2 separate regions of the Sorghum bicolor genome follow, and region 1 is linked to region 2. Evidence: chromatin contacts called from public HiCAR-type data. All regions are on one chromosome and are shown on one strand. The core of a region is the stretch at or near the end of the contact, and the rest is flanking DNA. Distances in the headings are between cores, read along the strand shown.

The links. HiCAR-type assays count read pairs that join an accessible place to other places.
Region 1: a contact with region 2 is called in a HiCAR-type map of leaf, with 3 times the contacts expected there. The contact joins the promoter of LOC8074638 here to the promoter of LOC8074636 in region 2. A contact is called at or near these places in 1 of 4 Hi-C or Micro-C datasets (leaf mesophyll) and 1 of 1 datasets of contacts at active chromatin or transcription factors (leaf).

The regions. Positions count from the first base shown.
Region 1 is chr4:3,432,063-3,438,697 of Sorghum_bicolor_NCBIv3, forward strand. LOC8074638 reads right to left here and starts at 2,175. Exons shown (of 2, transcript XM_002453257.2): 1 at 2,008-2,175; 2 at 211-1,573. The coding sequence starts at 2,037. The coding sequence ends at 533. LOC8069973 (a long non-coding RNA gene) reads left to right here and starts at 4,266. Exons shown (of 3, transcript XR_002452699.1): 1 at 4,266-4,422; 2 at 5,791-5,863.
Region 2 is chr4:3,387,919-3,394,625 of Sorghum_bicolor_NCBIv3, forward strand. It overlaps LOC8074636 (probable protein phosphatase 2C 45), which reads left to right and starts at 2,784. Exons shown (of 8, transcript XM_002451504.2): 1 at 2,784-3,322; 2 at 4,560-4,693; 3 at 4,818-4,916; 4 at 5,009-5,167; 5 at 5,381-5,467; 6 at 5,566-5,657; 7 at 5,839-5,913; 8 at 5,993-6,534. The coding sequence starts at 2,799. The coding sequence ends at 6,175.

The sequences.
Region 1 (6,635 bases), core at 925-3,424, 44 kb after region 2:
ACCATTCATGGTAGCAAGAGGTTAGTGAGAGGAAAAGCTCTTGTTAAGAGGGTAGTGTGAGAGAAAAAGCATAGACGCATGAAGCGCTCTCTCGTACGCACAACCAAACTAGCTAGGTGCATGCATCGCCGATGCAATAGTATGTTGGTTCAAACGTTCCGAATCTCATCACAATGAACAAATTCTACCAAATTAAAACACTCATGTATCTAGGGAGGAATAAAACCGATGAATTATATAATTATATAAGAAGAATTTCTGCAGAAGGCAACATCGGTCTCCCCCCATTTTCCCTCCTCCTGTGTAGATGGAGAACGCCATGACGCTATATACATGGTTTGCCACGAATTAACCGGAGTTAATTAGTAGTAAATAGGGATTAATTAGCGCCGTGCATGCATGCGGCGACGGGCTGGCCAGGATTTTATAATAGTAATTAATAATTAAGGCGAAGATCGACACGAAGCGTGGTGGAGGATCGATATGATGCATGCGGACGTCGCCGTCGCGGTGGCTAGCTTGCATGGTGGTTTTAGGCCGACTTCCGGAACTGGTGCAGCGGCTTGCCGGCGGCGACGACGGCGGCGTCCTTCTTGGTGTCCATGACGGTCTCGAAGGCGCCGACGAGCGCCTTGACCCTGCTGCACTGGCGCTTCTCCAGCAGCTTGGTGCGCGCCTCCTCAATGACGTCGTTGCTCCGCACCACCTCCCGGCGACGCGGCTGCTCCGACTCCGGCCGCGCCTCCATCGCCGTCTTCACCCGGCTGCCCTGGAACCTCCGCATCGCCTCCTTCTTCTCGTCCGCCTCGTGCTTCTTGATCGCCTCCTTCACCACCGTCACGAACTTGTCCGCCACCACGTCGTCCTCGGCTGCAGCGGCGGCGACGACGACGACGACGGGCTCCGGCACCGGTTCCGGTGCAGGCGCCGCTCCTTTCTTGGGGGTCTCCACCTCCTCGTCTTCCGTGGTTGCGGCGGCGGCGGTCTCCTTCCATTCAGAAACGACCGGCGCAGGCGGCGGCGAGTCCTCGCGTATGATCTTCTCAGGCACGATCTCGTGGTGGTAATCGTCGTGGCGCTGCTGCTGCTGCTGCGGCTCATCCTTCACGCTGCCCACGGCGCAGCCGCGAGCACCGTTGCCGCAGGCGACCTCGGCACATGCAGGCGGCAGCCCCGCCGCCGCGTCGGAGACCTTGCAGCTGCTGGAGGCGAGCACCGAGGCCCGTTCCTCGGCGAGGTCCTTGACCGTCCTGACGCGGCCGCGCGACCTGCTGCGTCGGAACGCGCGGGCGGCGCGCTGCATGAGGCGCCTGGGCGACCACAGCGACGCGTAGTACGCGGCGGCGGCCGCCGCCGCCGTCGGCTTGGGCTTGCCCTGCTGCTGCTGCTGCTGCTTGTCGTTGGGCGGGGACGACAGCATGCGGCCGAACGACGAGCACGACGACAGCCCGGGCGTGTTGGGCACGGTCACCGGCTGGTGCGCCGGGTTGGAGCTGAACGGCGACGGCGGGTCGGCGAGCTCGCTGGCGCTCCGCGGCAGGGACCGCGACGGCGCCATGGCCTGCTTTGGGGGCTGCAAACAAATTGTATAATGATGATTTATAAGAGATCCGTGCTGTCGTTGGAGAATTCATTATATACGGTTGCAATAACCTATAAGAGATATATGTAGCAAATCAAGACTTCATCTCATAACTTTTGACTTAGTTTCCAAGATACTATTTTCCTTCATAATATCTCTGGCTCTATACATCTACATATCTATATCTATATATATATATAAACTTATATATATCTAGTTTATATTATATATAATATAATAACAATATTAAAGATAAATGAAAATTCTTCTATGTATCTTTTTAGTTCTGATGACGATGATGCCCTCGTGCCATTATGAATCAAAATTATATATAATAATAACATAAACAAACATATAGTATAGAGAGAATTAATAAAAAAAAATCTTTTTTTAACCATGATGAATGGCGAAGTACATATACGTACCTCCAGCTTGACCTTGGTATTGACCTTCATGGTGGAGATCGAGGTGAAGAAGACGAGGATCAGAGGGCCATCTGAAGCCCTCGCAGACGGCCCAGGCTTGGCGGCGGCGCGGCGGAGGACGGTGGACGGGCGGCGGCGGCCAGCCCAGGCCAGGCGTGCAGGGAGGGGGAGGACGAGTCCTGGAACTCCCAACGGTCCGGTTTAAGAGAGGCCCGGGTGCCCCACGTGGCAGCGTCCCCAGCCGCTCTTCTACACCTACGGCTCCGAGGGTAGTTAGCGGCGGTTATTTCGGTTACCCGCTGGCTTTAGGCTATCTTTGACCATGTGACCATGCACGTCACTGTTGATTCCTTCAAAAAATTTTACATCAAAAAACAAAAAAAGGAAAATGTAAAAGATACAGGGCTACATGATCGCTAGTTGCCTGTATTTTAGTAGTTACCAGTTTTTGGATTTTTACTAGGCCTTGTTTAGTTCGCAAAAATTTTTCTAAGACTTTCTGTCACATCGAATCTTTGGTCGCATGCATGAAGCATTAAATATAGACGAAAATAAAAACTAATTGCACAGTTTATCTGTAATTTGTGAGATGAATCTTGTGAGCCTAATTACTCCATGATTGGACAATGTTTGTCAAATAAAAACGAAAGTGCTACAGTAGCCAAAAACCAAAATTTTTACGAGCTAAACAAGGCCGACTCTTGTAGTTGCCAGTATTTTGTTAGTGTCTTTCGTACTTGCTAGTTTTTTATTTTGTAATCAGTAGTGTGACTCAGCGCTAGTAATTTTTTTAGTACTTGTCGCTATTTTTTTCACAACATCTGGTCGCAAAAAGAATACTGATTAGGGACCATAATAAAAAAAAATTAGGGTTACAACACCTATACTGATTAGGGGAAGTGGCAGAGATGTTGATTTGAGGGGGCGTAGTATGGATACTGATTAAGGTTGCAGGGATGTTTGGATTAATTTGTGGCAAGAAATTAAAATTGTCTGGAATTGACAGGTGCGCTATTTCCCTTCTTCAAAATCCATCAAATAAAAAATAACTCAACTCAAGCTTGTTTTTTAATGCTAGAAAAACACTAAATGCAATGAATGTAGCTACAATACTGTTAACAACACAATTCGGTTCGACCTCAAAATGTTGACAGCGCAATTAGATTGGATCCTCTCGGCTCTCGCAGTCACACTCACAACGGCGAGCAAACTATTAAATAATAAGCACCCTAGCTTGTAGATTGAATTGGTACAACCAAAAAACTGTGAACATGATTGGTTTTCAAGAGTCTTGAACATTATTGGTGATTTAGATAGTACGTAGTCTGCAGTTAAATGTACAGGGCTAACTTTGAAAACTTAAGGTCAGTTGTTCATATTAAGTCATTTAATTAGATTTAGATATGAGATGAGTTGTGGAAACATGCCTGAATCAGAGATATGATAAAGAGCAGGAAGTCCTGCAGCAGAAGATTAATCAGAAGTTCAGAACTATAGTAAAAATCACACTCCTAGAGATCGAATGACTATATAGGCACGCTTAAAAAAGCAATCAGCTTTCAAACTGTACATACTAAACCAAAGTGACCATATCCTGCAGGGTCCTACTCATATTTTTATCAATTATATCAACTTACCTGAACTGATATCACGTCTATAAGCCAATAGAGAATGTCGATCAGATCACCTGTCAATGATACAACACGTGGTGGCTCATTTTACGTCATTAGTATACGTATTTAAAATAATTTTCTTTCAGGTTAATTTTCTTTCAGGTTGAGATAACACATTCAGGTTTAGCAAAAGCCAAATATACAGACGTCATACTATTTACTGTATCGAGGAAGAAAAATTGCACAAAAGATCATTTGATGATTTAACACTCACATATATAAAAACGGGTTCCAATTAAGGCATTACGTAGCAAGTATAGAAGCACCCATGCATGATTGCACAAAACATGGACAAACACACGCCACTAATTCATCTGCACTGCTGACCGCTTGTCGGAATTTTGAAGCAGGCATCTGTTGATGGAGATCAGAAGAACTAAATTAGGCCTCGTTCGTTTCGGCCGGAATGGCCCGTTTCGCTGCTCAATCCGTGTGGATTGCCACCGGCCCGTTTTGAAACCAGATCCGCCTCAACTTGTCGTTCGGTTTGGGCTGGCCCAGGAAAGAAATCTGGCCTGGTTTGGCCATTCCACCCCTTTCCACGTCTGGAACAAAGCCCGACCTCCTACCCTCCGGAACGGAGTCAGGCCTGAGACGGCGCAGTCGAGCACCACGAGCAGTCGAGACCCCGCAGCTGCAGGCCGTAGTGGAGGCGACGGCGGCGACGGCGGGGCGGTGCGAGACGACGGCGACGCGACCGACTCCAACCCTACGTCCTTCCCCTTCTTCGTCCTTCTCGCCGGTGATCCCTCGCTCTCCCCTTCGTCCTCGTCTTCTCTCCCTCCTCTAGGGTTCTTGGATCTTGGGCATGGTGGTTGCGATTGATCGCTGGGCGACGACGCGCGCGTCGGCGACTCTTGGTGCGTTCGCGCTGAGGTCGAGCACCCGCAGGCTCCACAGGCGGGCCAGCTCCTTCGGCGCGGCACCGCGAAGTGCGTTCCGGTAGTTGTGGTACACGGGGTCGAATGCCGACTCCACCACGAACGCGCCGTCGTGGAAGTAGACGAGCACGGGGAGCCTCCTCCCGCCTCCGCCTCCGCCACTGGCGGCCACGGGGCGACGGCTCGGCCGGTACAGCCGCACCGCGAGGCCCGTCCTGTGGTCCACGACGACGTCCCTGGAGGCCACCCCGGTGCGCGAGTCCATGGACGCCGGGACGAACGTCGTGCCCATTAACCGCTGCACGCGGCCGCTCTTGTACTGGATTAGGAACGGCGAGAAGTCGAACTTCACCTCCATGTTTGGGTCCGTCGCCCTGCTGCGGAATGCCGACGACGCTGCTGCTTCCACCACCGCTGCTCCTCCCCTCGTCGCCGCCTCCCCTGCTCTGAGCAACAACGCGCAGAGGCAGAGCCCAGCGGTGACGAGCAGGACAGGGGAAGCAGCCATGGCCTCCGAACAACAACATATATACTGGTCCTCCGGATCGGATTTGTTTATCTTTCCCTCTGTTTCTTTATTCAGAGAGATCCAATTTCTGTTCTAATAACTAAGAGAGGAGCGGATGTGGCCTTGCTGTGTCAAATTCTTGAGATCGAGAGCATTAGTTGGGGCATCACCATTCAGGCATTCACCAATCACACCGCTAGTAGTAGTTTAACTCTCAAAACTGTTACCAGTCGTAGCAGTGTTTCAGCTTGACAGCATCTTCCTAATCCGTGTGGTCAGTGAAAAGTGAGATGCCTTTTCCCAATTTCCCTGGCCAATGAGCTTATCAGCCTGCTTACGTACAGCATATAATAGTGTGTGGTTACCTCTGACTGCACTACTATGTAGCAGCATGTTTATTTACCATTGGCGTGTTTTTGTTAGGAGTGTACAGTACCTACTTGCAGTTTGCATGCATCAGCACAACATGTTACAACAACTTGGCTTAAGAATGTTTTACTGTTCTATACTCCTATGTGATTGTAATATTATCAGCAATTTCAGCGTTGGTTTCTTGTAGAGAAGTGTGGCGTAGCTCCCTGCAGCGTCGCTTCAATTATCAGCTATTTCAACTTGGCTTAGCACGTCGCTTCAATTATCAGCTATTTCAGCGTTGGTTTCTTGTTATTTGGCTCAGAATAAACTCTTATTTGACTCAAAAATTGTTTCTTGTCATTTGTAGATCTCTCCTCCACCATTTAGAGTTGGGGAAGGTGAACCTCCGCCTTCTTGGGATCCAGTACCAACTCCAGAAGGTACTCCTTAATATTTATCTTCTATACGACATTGTCAAAATATTTAGCTTTTATATAACATGGTTAATAATATTTAGCTTTTTTATAAAATTATATGCTTCAGTTCTACAATGAGTCTATCACTGCGAGATCGCATTAGAAAGAGGAGGGAGGAGGAAGATGATGACATGATGCTATTTATTTTCCCTGCCTTATATCTTATGAGTTCTGTTAGAGGGGGAGAAAGGAGGAAACGCCATACTTCGGAAGAAACAGGCGAGGTTAAAGTTCGTAGACTCCTCGAGGGACATGTCAAGAACTGTCAAGTTGCATTTAGGATGGAACCATACATCTTTAGAGATTTGGCAACTTACCTTAGAAGGAAAAGGCTTGTTGTTGAAACTAGGATCACTATGGAGGAGAAATTGGGTTTCTTCTATACATGTTGTCACAAATTAAGGACAGTACTACTTTCTAGCCCTGTTCAACCCTTAGAGATGAGAATATTTTGATAGTTGAGTTGCTAGTAAGAGGATTTGGACTATAGAGATGTATTTCTAGTCAGGGATATGTTTGTTGTTAGCCAATTATGCTGTCCTTCCATAGTAAGATCGAAAGCTGAGATATGCTCCTGTCATAAATAAAGACTTCACTTGTGCTAAGACCAATACTTGTTCTTATATTTAGCTAAAAATAGTCGGTCAGCAGCACAAGTAAATGGATGAGTTTTACTAAATTACTACTCTATTTGCAAAACATCTGTCCTATAAGTCATTTGGTCAATTAAGTTAAT
Region 2 (6,707 bases), core at 1,534-4,033:
AGCGCAAGCTGGCAGATAGAGCATCTCCAAGATATTTCAATATGCTATCCTACCAAATTTGCTAAAAGCATAAAAATCCTCCTCCAACAACTTCTTATCTCAACTTGCTAAATTTCCCAAGTTGCTATCCAGAGGTTTCTACTGCCGAGATTTGTCAAGTTGTTATCCCAAGTTGCTATCCCGAGCGCAATTTGTTAGAGACACATATTCTTTTACCAAGTGAGCGGGTCCCACCTGTCATCCTCTATTTTTACCAAGTGAGAATAGCAAATTATTGGAGACACATCTTTTTTTCTTTTGCTAAACAAATTAGCAACTTGCTATAACTCAAGATTTGACAAGTGAATTTTACCAAGTTGTTGGAGATGCTCTGACATCCGTTACGTCTTTTCGTTTCCGTCCCAAATTTAGTTCCATTAGTTACGCAAGAGTAGCTAAAATAATTTTAACTAGCTAAAATTTAGTAAGGCTGATATATAATTTTAGCTACTGTATAACAGGTCCTCAATAAAACTACTGTATAAATCTCTAGCAAATTAGCCATTATTATGCATGCACAGATTTAGATCCTGTTTGGTTCCCCTTGCTAAAATTTAGCTTGTTCTAAAGTTCCAAACACATTGACTAAAAAGAGCTAAAATAGTTTAGAGTCTGTTTGGTTTTCCTTGCTAAATTTTAACTAGCTAAAATTATTTTATCTACTTTTTGTGACTAATGGAACTAAACTATTTTATCTCTTTTTAGTCAATGTGTTTGAAACTTTAGCTACTAAAGTGACTAAAATTTAGCTAGTTAAAATTTAGCAAGAAAAACTAAACAGAGCCTTAGTTTCATTAGTCATCCAAGAGTAGCTAAAATAATTTTAGTTAGCTAAAATTTAGCAAAGGAAACCAAAACAGGTGTAAACAGTGAACAGGGAGCGGTGCACAATAATCTTGCACTTTGAGTTCATGTCATAGGATTCACATAGACACATTTAACAGTAAATAGGGTATGCACTCACAATTCAGAAATGATCATTTACTAGTGGATAAGTAATAACAAAGACGTCCCCGGATTCAAATTTAGCATAGATTTTATGAAACAACCATAGAGCTACTCGTCAAACATTGCAATATTTGATCAACCATTTTTAAAAAATCTTTACAGTTTTACAACATATGAATTATATATTATGATAGTATTTCTCATAATAAATCTAAAAATATAAAACTTATTAAATAAAATTATATAACGTTTTTTTAAAAAATCAGTGGTCAAAGATACACATGTTAGACTTAGAACAAACCAAATATGACACTTAAAAAAAAGGAAAAGGAGTATCAACTAACAAGTCCTTTTTCTTTATCAAGAATTATTGTAACCTTGTTCGTTTGGCTGATAAGCCATGTCAAAAATAACTGTTTGTTTGATTTGTTGTGAGAGAAAAACACTGCTGAGCAGATTCGATCGATAAGCTCAAACGAACATGCTGCTGAGCAGATTCGATCGATAAGCTCAAGCGAACAGGCTGATATTTATTTATATTATCTTATAAAAGATCTTCATCGTATTCTATAATTCAGAATCGATCGGATCAGAAGCGAATTCTTACCCGCATCGTGTGCCTGCCTGATGTTCTTTCTCTTTCCATCCTTTTCTGCCGAAAGAACCTATTCCTCTGCATGGGCCCAGCAATGCTCTGCATGCACGTGACGACTGACGACTGACGACGCAGAGGACTCCCACATCCCGTGCATGCATGTGCCATGGACGGTCTCAGGACGAGCACGAAAATGGCAGCCATCATCTGTTCAAAGGCCGAAAAGTAAAAAGTTTTCGATACTGCAGCATATTCGTTTGTTTGTGACAAATATTATCTAATCATGGACTAACTAGGATCAAAAGATTCGTATCGTGATTTACAGCTAAACTGTGTAATTAGTTTTTTGTTTTCATCTATATTTAATGTTTCATGTATGTGCCACAAGATTTGATGTGACGAGGAATCTTGAAAACTTTTTGGTTTTCACGGTGAACTAAACAAGTCCCAAGTTCGTTATAAGCTTTGGCCTTGTTCAGTTCGCAAAAAATGGTGAAAAACGGCACTGTAGCACTTTCGTTTTTATTTGACAAACATTGTCCAATTATAGAGTAACTAGACTCAAAAGATTCATCTCGCGGTTTACAGATGAACTGTGCAAATAGTTTTTGTTTTCATCTATATTTAATGCTCCATGTATGTGCCGCAAGATTTGATTTGACGGGGAATCTTGAAAAATTTTGCGAACTAAACAAGGCCTTTGCCTACTGTTGTGTCCGCCCATTTTTTTTTCCCCCTCGAACTTGTGTAGCAACTGCAGTTGACGCGCGATCCTGGTATATACCCGCGTCACGGCCGTCGTCGCCCACGCTGCCCACACACATGTCCACGACGCGTGCGTGCGCATCTCGAGGGCACCGCCCTCATCATCATGACATTGCCTCGCCGGCCGGCCTGGAGCGCGGGAGCGAGATCCAATGGCAATGGAGCGGCGCGCGCGGGATGTTGCATGGAAACCACGACGTCCTCCGTCTACTCGTCCTCCGTGCGTGCATGAGAGACGTGACGTTCTGGACGTATGGTGAGACCTTATTTATACATCCAAAACCTTTTGAGTTTGACTACTATACTTACAAGATTTGTTTTTTAAATTACATTGTAATTAGTTATCTTTTATATTTATATATATAATATTGTTTTGTGTATGTTTTGTAAGATTTAATGTGACGAAAAATCTAAAAAGAAATGAATCTGACCCTGCGACGGAAGGTGAGTGATGGAGCAAGCGCAACAAGGCAGCACCCCGACGACGACCGTGAGCGACAGGACAGGCGGCGAAGAAGAGCTCGCCCGGGGGCCGGGGGCGTTGACCGGGTCCGGGTCCCGGTCCGTCCAGTCGCGGCGCCTCCCGCCACGTCATCCGCCTCGCCGACCGTTCTCGTCCACTCCTCTGCTTTCCTTCCTCAAAGCGAGCGAGCGAGCAGCTCTCTTCCTTTCCCTTCGCTTCGGCTTCCCTTCCCTTCCCTTGCACACCTCCCTCTCCTCGCGTCCATCCGTTTCCCTCCCACCTCCCCTCCCACCCTGTGCGCCTCTTTTCATGCGCGAGGAGGGGCCGTGGGGACCACCACCACCACCGGCACCGGCACCTCCATCCGCGCGCCTCTCGCTCTCGCTGGTGGTGCTCCTCCTGCTCGCGGGGCCCTCCTCCTGCTGGTGCTGCCAGGGCCGGGAGGGCGGCGCGGAGGTGGCGCGCATGGGGCTCGCCGGGGACGGGTCGGCGGACACCGCCCAACACCTCAGGTTAATTTTTCCATCCCCTCTCGCTCCTCCTCCTGCTTTCGCTTTCGCCCCCCATCTATCTGGTTGACTTCGCCGTGGGCAACGAGAGCCTAGCCTACCTTTTTCAGGAGGCTATGGCGCCTCGGTCGGAGCCGAGATCCGTGGGCAGCGGGGACGAGTTATACTACTGTACCACCCTCTCCCTGGCTTGTCTGACGATGCTGTGGCTGTGGATTTCGGGACACCGGACTCGAGCGCGACCGGCCCAGCCTCTCACTTAGATCTACCCAATTGTTACTGTAACCTACCTTATTTGTGTTCACTTGTTTGATCATGTTGATTACGATACGAGGGTCCAACGATGGCGGGTTACTTGCTTGCCCTGGGATCAGATCGTTCGGGACCTTTCTTCTGCCTCTTCTCATAATTGGATTTGAGGACTATCATTTTTTCTTCCACTTTTTATGTTCGTGTGCCTAAGCCTCAGGATCTATTACGATTTGGGTCGTGCATGCTTATCTAAGGCCTCGTTTAGTTGGCAAAATTTTTTGTTTTTGGTACTGTAGCATTTCGTTTTTATTTGACAAACATTGTCCAATTACGGAGTAACTAGGCTCAAAAGATTCATCTCACAAATTACAGGTAAACTGTGCAGTTAGTTTTTATTTTTGTCTATATTTAATGCTCCATGCATGCGACTAAAGATTCGATGTGACGGAGAATCTTGAAAATTTTTGTGAACTAAACAAGGCCTAAAGCTCCACTAACTAGACCTCGTAACTTTTTATTTTTTTATTCAGGATTTTCCATGTTTTGATATGCTAATTAACCATATCGGCCGTGCCGATGTATTGGGTCACTGAATGTGGCCTTTTGCAAATAAGACGTTCCTCGCATCCATGCTCTTTGAATACTAACAAGTTCTGACTAGCTACATGTGTTTGTCTGAAAGTCTGTCTATATTTGATTTGGTAGTCAATGGTTGACAAGATTATGTTTGTTTTCTATAACATAACTTGTTATGCTAACGTGTTAAATGGTATTCCAAGCTAATTAAAACAGAAATAAAAAGTTTCTGTTATGGGAGTTAGATGTTTTTTTTTGGATTATAGAGCATGCAAACTTCCTATCAGCTCAATCAGTGTATTATTGATGTCATATGAAATTCCTTGTACTGAATTTCTCTCTGGTATGCATAGCGTGCAATGTCATATAAGTCCGAAATCACACTTGTTTGACACAACATTCCCCCTTGCAGTAATAGTGAAAATGGGCGGTTCAGTTATGGAGTTGCGAGTTCTCCTGGGAAAAGAGCATCGATGGAGGACTTTTATGAGGCAAGGATAGACGACGTTGACGGAGAGAAAGTTGGAATGTTCGGTGTATATGATGGTATGTACTGCATAGTGACCTCTGAAGTGATACCAATTCCGTTGGTTCTCCTAATGGCAGCACTCCCTGATGAAGTTGATATTTTGAGTTGTAAGGTGAGCATGGTTTTCTGTTTCTGTTGTAGGTCATGGAGGAGTCAGAGCAGCTGAATATGTTAAGCAGCATCTTTTCAGCAATTTAATCAAACACCCAAAGTTCATCACTGATACCAAGGCTGCTATTGGTGTGTTCATATTAACTATAGTGGACTTTCGACTTGTACACTGAGTGATTGCGATATGGTGATCCTGATATCCTTCTATTATTTTGCTGCAGCCGAAACTTACAACCAGACAGATTCAGAATTTCTTAAAGCTGACAGCAGTCAAACTCGAGATGCTGGCTCAACTGCCTCAACAGCTATCATTGTAGGTGACCGTTTGCTTGTTGCAAATGTTGGAGATTCTAGAGCTGTTATTTGTAAAGGAGGACAGGGTAAGTTTATCATCGGTAACATGACATATCTTAGTGTCTGCTCTTATACTTCAACTTGTATCAGAAGCTTTCAAATTATTGTATGCTGTGTATTTTCCTGGACGAGTATTTCCCCATGACGAATGGATAAGCAGAACATCAGGATTTCAAGCTAATCGTGTTCCACTTATATTCAATACATTTTTTTTATGTCTTCCCCGTCTTGCCCTGCAGCGATTGCGGTTTCAAGAGATCACAAACCTGATCAGACAGATGAGAGACAAAGAATTGAGGATGCAGGGGGCTTTGTTATGTGGGCTGGTATTGATTCCTCTGAATCTATCCATAAAAAGAAACCATCTATCATATTATGTGGAATTACTGTTATTTCTACTGTTTGATTTATTCGAAATTTGCAGGGACATGGCGAGTGGGTGGTGTTCTCGCTGTCTCTCGAGCATTTGGTGATAAACTCTTGAAGCAGTATGTTGTCGCTGACCCTGAAATCAAGGTTTGTCATGCACTTCTGTTTTATCATGGATTGTCTCAATGGTTTTCCAAACATATCATGGTTTGAGGAAGTATGGTGAATTTGTAATGAGTGCTAATAAATGGAGATTCCATCATAAGCAATGTCATACATCAAGTTCCCCCCTTAGCCATCTGAAAACGACTTTTGCTATTGCAATCAGGAGGAGGTGGTCGACAGCTCCCTCGAATTCCTCATCCTTGCTAGTGATGGACTGTGGGATGTTGTCACTAATGAGGTACCTACAAATGTTACTAAATATTTCCTTCAGTGCAAGGGTCTGTCTATCACTCTACCTGACATAATGTATTTTCCAGGAAGCTGTTGCCATGGTCAAGCCAATTCAGGACCCCCAGGAAGCAGCAAACAAGCTTCTCGAAGAAGCTTCCCGGAGGGGAAGCTCCGATAACATCACAGTTGTCATTGTCCGCTTCCTAGATGGAACTACCGGTGATAAATCAGGCGAAGACAAAGAGACCACCAATGACCAAAACTCCTAGTTGTCTCCTGTAGGGCTGCATCATGCGTGTGTGATCTTCTGGCTGCTGTATCTGATGCTCAAAGTAGATGCTCCGTGTGTCTTGGCTGCTGTTCCGCATTCCGTAAGGAAACTGACTGCCCCCATCGTCGTCCTGATGCTGCTCATGCTCCTGGCTGCAGAATGACGAATAGGGCTGGTGTAGTTACAGTATGGTCCCCTTTTCCCCATCTTTCCGTTAAGCTCAGTGATGTAGCTGTCCGTGCTGTTGATTCATGAAATCATGCTAGAGATTTTCCTGGCAGTAAGTGCGTGTAAAACTGTCGAACTATTTGAACGAAAGTTGTACACTGCAGTATGTAACAATTATATCTCCCTACATTCGCCTTGTGGTGTTCGGCTGTCATGGACCTGAATGCTACCAAGCCGGGACGGAGGTGAGCTATCAACTTTACTCGGGTGTACAAAAATCGGAAGGTCGAAATTCTAAAGAAGTGCGTGGATTATCGTATTATACTATGCAAATTAACTGTTTTACATATATGAATTTTGAC